Linked DNA regions of Mus musculus: region 1 is linked to region 2. The links are chromatin contacts, called in public HiChIP or PLAC-seq maps. All regions are on one chromosome and are shown on one strand. Each heading gives the region's core, a stretch centred on a gene start, on an enhancer-like site or on the middle of the called end of the contact. The rest is flanking DNA. Distances are from core to core; before and after follow the strand shown. Region 1 holds the start of Sdccag8 (serologically defined colon cancer antigen 8). Region 2 overlaps Cep170 (centrosomal protein 170).

Region 1 (2,700 bases), core at 194-2,693, 39 kb after region 2:
GAGATCATATGACTTAGGACACAATTCCTTGTCTTCCCGTACATGTCACGCAGCTGCTCTCTCTCTCTCTCTCCCTTGAATAAAAATGGAAGTGAACTAGACCCAAACCCAACAACTGAATCTTGGGACAATGAAGCCCACAGGAAGCCACTCGCTCCTCCCGTGGGTTTACTACCGAGCTGGAGGCTACGTGGTGTGCTGTCGCCCGGCAGCCTGCGTGACAGCACGTCTTCCACGCCCTCCCAACGCCATCTGAAGGCTAGTCGTCCGTCACCCCCTCCTCACCGCCGCCACCCTCCTCACACCCCGAAACCAACCCTACAAAAGGGATGGGCGCCCTGGAAAACTCCCTTGCCCAGCGGCAGCGCAGCCATTCCTTAGACGCTCCGCCCGCAGCGTTCCCAGGCAGCTCAGGCGGCGGCTACACAAAGCGGGAGTGAACAGAAGAGGACCGGGCGCACTGAAGGGAAGCCGGCCCTGTGCAGCCGGCCGCAGCCCATGGGGGAGGGGAGGGAGGGGACGGGAGGGCGGCGGCCGCGCGGGGCGTCCCGGTGGCGCCCCTCGCCCTCCAGGCCCGCACTCCATCCCGCCGCGGGCCGCGCCCAGGCCCCGGCCCCGGCCGCCGGAGCTATGGATGTGCAGAATCCCGGGCCATGCCGACCCCGAGCGCATCACTTACCCCTCACCGCAGAGAGGGACCGGACCGGGAGGCGGGGCGCGGCGCGTCCCGTCTGTCTCTGCCACGCTGTCCTCCCCCCACCCCCTCGCCGTTGTCGTCGTCGTCGTCGCCGCCGCCGTGGAGCTGGGGGCCCCTCGGTTCCGCTGGGCAATAACGTTATTCCACACACGCCCCACACATAGCGGGAACGGCAGCGAACGGCAGCTCAGTGCGCAGGCGCCTCGCAAAGGGCAGCGAGCCAGGTCCTCTCCCTCCTCCAGCCAGGGCCCAGCGATGCCTCACTGCGCAGGCGCCAGACCCAGACAATGAAAGGGGGCTTTGCAGAGGGTCTCACCCACACGCTCTCGCAGCTGCCCACTGCGCAGGCGTGCCCTCAAGACAGTCTTGAACAATAAAGAGCCGCTTGGCTGGAGTGGGACCGCAACCAACCAGGACTACGATTCCCAGCGGGCAGCGCGCCAACTCCACGCGGAGGGCGGGGCTCTGAGCAGGCTAGGAGTTGCAGTGTCCGTCACTTTCACAGTTTGGCTGTTTGGAAGATTTACACTTCATTTTCTAGAGAAAAACAGTTTTGACAGAACTCCTAACTAAAACCGAGTTTGCAGTGAATGCTTGCGAGGGCTCAGGGATCAACTCCACACCGGCCCGTTTTGAAGAGTCTTAAGTCCTTCACCGGGCCGGTTCTGTCAGCGAGTCTATCCAGCTGGCTGAGGATGGCAGGACAGCGGGACTAATCCAAGCGATGCAAAAGGGAAAGGGCGCGGCGCGCCAACCCGTCTCTTGGCAACAGCCTCAGGCCGCTAAACTGTCGGAGTGGCGCTCCGAGCGCATAGCCCTCTGGGAAGCGTAGTATAGCTGGAAGGCTCATAGGACTCTCGAGGCTGCAGGCTTTAAGCCTGAGAACTACAATTCCCGACGTTCACCATGAGGGCCAGGGGGTAGGAAGAGCCCCTAGGAGCTCGGTCCGGGGTTCCTGGTTCCCTAGTGACAGCAGCGACAGGAAGCAGGCAGGCATCCCCTCATCCCCAGCGCTAGGCCTGTCCTCGGAGGGGTGCACTGGATACTTTCCCGCATAACTCCCATCTCTGACCCCATGGCGAAGTCCCCAGGGAACTCTACCCTGGAGGACAGTCTGGGGCAATACCAACGGAGTCTCCGGGGTGAGTTGCTCCGAATCTCAGTGCCTAGTAGCTCTTAGGTACCACGGGCAATAGTGGGTTGTTTTTTGTTTTTTTGTTTTTGTTTTGTTTTGTTTTTTCCAGAGACTTTCCTTGAGCACTAGCCAGGCTGTGGAGGAAGACGACCGATGTTGCTCTGACCTTATGGATGAAATCTTTTAGTTTTGTTTTTAGGATTAAGCAGCATTATCCTTATCCTTGTGGTTGGTTACCTGACCCAACAAGGAACCTACATCTTGATTTAAGTGTCTTATCAACCAGTGCCAGCACAAACTCATGGGCAGCTCCATGCCACTTTTACCCTGTTGCCATACTGTTGCTGTTTAATTCAATAAATTCCTTATTTATATTTCTTACACATGCAAATTCTGGTGTAGTATAGCAAATCTGACGTATAAGTCCAGAAAGAAAACACTAATAGTTATTTGAAATAATACAATATCTACTGATCTACATTATTTTCATATAGCAAAGTATTTAAAACTTTATCTCACTAATGACTCCATTTTACTGGTCAGGAAACCAAAGCCAAAACTCACACAGCTGGTTGGTAGCGGCAAAGGCATGTACAGAATTCAGGCCTATCCACCTTCAAAGCCTATGCCTTTCTTATTAATCAAGTAATAATTACTATAATCGAAGCCTAGCTTAGTTAATTCAAGTTTTCTGAGCAAAGAACCAGAAGAATAATTATCTGGCAAAGTGCTCTCCATACTCATAGCTAGCTAGCTCTGTTCTTTTGACCACATGTGAAATCTCCGGAAACTTGAGACTTTGTTATAGTGAATTCGTGGTGTCAACTACAACATGATTATTATGGAGAACAAGTTAACCAAAAGAATA
Region 2 (2,700 bases), core at 140-2,639:
TGGTTTTGGCAAGAAAACAAAGAAAAGCTAATATGAATGAGAAATCTGGACATAAACAGTGCTGTTTGCTCTTGAGCTTTAAAATTAAACGTAAATTTTGAAAAAGATATTTTCCAGTGTATAATTAAGTAACAGTAGTCTGTCTGGTAACTTATGATACAATAGGAATCTCTGAAGATCACTTTACCTTTCAACCTTTTCAAGTACACAGGAACATCACTTTTAATGCTCTTGGAATCCTCCTCTGTTCTTTCCCACACCATTTGAGGAGGGTTGTTTTGGGCTAGCCAGTCAGCTACTTTATTTTCTGGTGCCATCATTCCTGTCTGAATTCCTGGCAAGTCTTGAGTTCCTGGAGAGGCCTTCTTTGACTTGTGGCGCTGGTCAGAAGTGAATTTTGTCACATGGTCTCTAATAGTTACTTTTCCTGGCGTACTGTCATCAAATTCAATGGTAAATGAAGCATGCCCTGCACCTGCTGTATGGGAACTTGGTGTGTCTTTTGTTGGAATCTCATGAATAGTGCTCTCTGCTATTTGTGATGGCTGCTGGAATTCTTTTGTAGGAATTTCAAAATAACTTGGCTCCCTACAGAAGGGAAAAAGTGCTTCTTCACTTGCAGCCGCAGACTGTCCCTCCACGTGCTTGGCCTCTGTGCTGCACCCTAATGAGGAAAAGGAGAGAGAATTCAAAATATTTGGAAGCCTGAAGCATGAGGGTCATTGGTAATGACCATTACTATTCTGAGAATCAGAAGGCAGATTAACAGCCTGGATGAAAAGAATTGCACTCGTATGTTAGACAGATGTAACAGACAAGGAACGGTCTTGACTATGATCAGGAGATGCAAGGTGAACAGCAGCAATGCCAAAAAAAAGCAAAGCAGGAAAACTCAAGGTGAGAAAGAATTAAAGTATGGATGGAGATGCTCTGTACATATACACACACTGTTTGATAGAAAAAGCATGAATAGCCTCAACACGTCACCGAATGGGCTATTTGAAACATTTGTGAATAATGTAGGGCTCTAATAGTGAAGAGGTAGTCAGGTGAAGATGGAGATATGAAATTAATACATAAGCGATGCTTTGGAATTAACAATTCCACTTACCAGTCTCAATTATAATGTTCAGAGCCCACTCTAGGACAAAACTGATATTATGGAAGCTTGGGAGATGACACACATTATTAGGTGAAAGTGGTTAGTGATAAAACGTGTGGCTTGCTTGCAGCAATGGCCATCTAAGCAGCAGTATGAAAGAAACAATGCAAGAACAGAAAATTCTGTTGTCAGCCAGTAAGTCTGGAAGAGACTTAGTTTACAGCTCTGCACAGCAGAGTGTGTACAAAACCCAAAGGACGTGGGTGAAAGCTGCATAGCAACCAGTGAGTGGCAAGGGGGACAAACACAGAGCACTGTGACAATTCCTCCATTGCTTAAGACACTGCATAAAGCTGTGAGAAGCTGTTCTTAAGCATTAAGGTAGATGTACAAGAAAGGAGGTGAAGATAAACCTATCCTTTGGTTGAGAAAATAAAAGCCTATCTATTACCAAAATAGCCTACAATCATAAAAGAATTGGATTAAAATAAATTTGCCTAAGGCTCAAATATCAACTTTATTTTAATCATATTCATAGTAAATCAATTACAATTTACTGGGGAGAAAAGGTAATACAGACAAAGTAGGCTGTTTTTAATCAGTTTTTAAAAATTACACAAAGTATTTAGTCTTCTGAAATATCTTCAAATATTACATCTCTGTACAATTCATTAGGTGCTATAATTGATGTCATTATATATTAAATATGAAATTATAAAAATCTTTTATGTTACAGAATGAGAGCAATAGTCTTGTCATTAAGTATGTGGGGTATGATATATAAGATATATAAGGTAAAAGGATATAAGGCTCCATTACTAAAATAGTAATAATCATGATAGCCATGTTCATACTGTCAAAAAAATATAAAAAGTCTAAGAATATTTAAGAATAGAAATACACAAAGTAAAAATTATTCTTTTCAAAATTAATTCCATTGGGTTTACCAATGAAAAGTCAAAGTATCTCAGAGAAATTATTACAGCAAGCAGAGAGGTAAGATGAAAATCACGAGCAGGTAATTGGCCTTGAAAACATAGTATCCCCATACCTGAGAGGCTCAGGCTCTGGGGAACACTACTGTAAGGTATTGTTCAATAACTTAATGATGATTCTCAATAATAAAGGAAAAACTTAAATTGTTCTTAGATTTCTCTAAAAAGGTAGTGATATAGATATTACATTCCATAGTGACTTAAGACAAATGGTTTAATTTTTTAATAGCAGTTATAAAATTAAAGTTAGATTATGTGGAAATTTTAGTATGTGATAGAGATTTATTTCAAGACCAGTGGTCCCTTTCAAATTCATAGTGGAATAATTTAAGGAATTTTTTTTAATTTAAAATTTTATTTTATTTTAATTACGTATTTTCTTCATTTACATTTTCAATGCTATCCCAAAAGTTCCCCATACGCCCCCCCCCCCACTCCCCTACCCACCCACTCCCACTTCTTGGCCCTGGCATTCCCCTGTACTGAGGCATATAAAGTTTCCAAGACCAACGGGCCTCTTTTTCCACTGATGGCCGACTAGGCCATCTTCTGATACATATGCAGCTAGAGACACGAGCTCTCAAAGTGTGGACACATTGCCCC

What was found. HiChIP or PLAC-seq counts read pairs in DNA pulled down with a chosen protein or histone mark.
Region 1: a contact with region 2 is called in an H3K4me3 HiChIP or PLAC-seq map of neural progenitor cells, with 85 read pairs. The contact joins the promoter of Sdccag8 here to the enhancer-like site in region 2. A contact is called at or near these places in 3 of 39 promoter capture datasets (the 3T3-L1 cell line, the C10 cell line and macrophages), 1 of 15 datasets of contacts at CTCF or cohesin (CD8 T cells), 1 of 484 Hi-C or Micro-C datasets (myocytes), 6 of 115 datasets of contacts at active chromatin or transcription factors (CD8 T cells, the HPC-7 cell line, the SCID.adh cell line and 3 more) and 3 of 9 other capture datasets (adipose tissue, liver and pancreatic islet).

The regions. Positions count from the first base shown.
Region 1 is chr1:176,813,217-176,815,916 of GRCm38.p6, forward strand. It overlaps Sdccag8 (serologically defined colon cancer antigen 8), which reads left to right and starts at 1,444. Exons shown (of 18, transcript NM_029756.3): 1 at 1,444-1,839. The coding sequence starts at 1,773. It also overlaps a transcript of Cep170 not described here.
Region 2 is chr1:176,774,247-176,776,946 of GRCm38.p6, forward strand. It overlaps Cep170 (centrosomal protein 170), which reads right to left. Exons shown (of 20, transcript NM_001099637.2): 8 at 188-664. Among named protein-coding and RNA genes, the nearest start is that of Mir350, 3.2 kb to the left of the region's middle. Within about 2 kb of position 1,390, at least 4 of the 459 cell types and tissues checked have an H3K27ac peak or open chromatin away from gene starts, as enhancers often do. A contact at or near this core is called in neural progenitor cells, where this site is marked.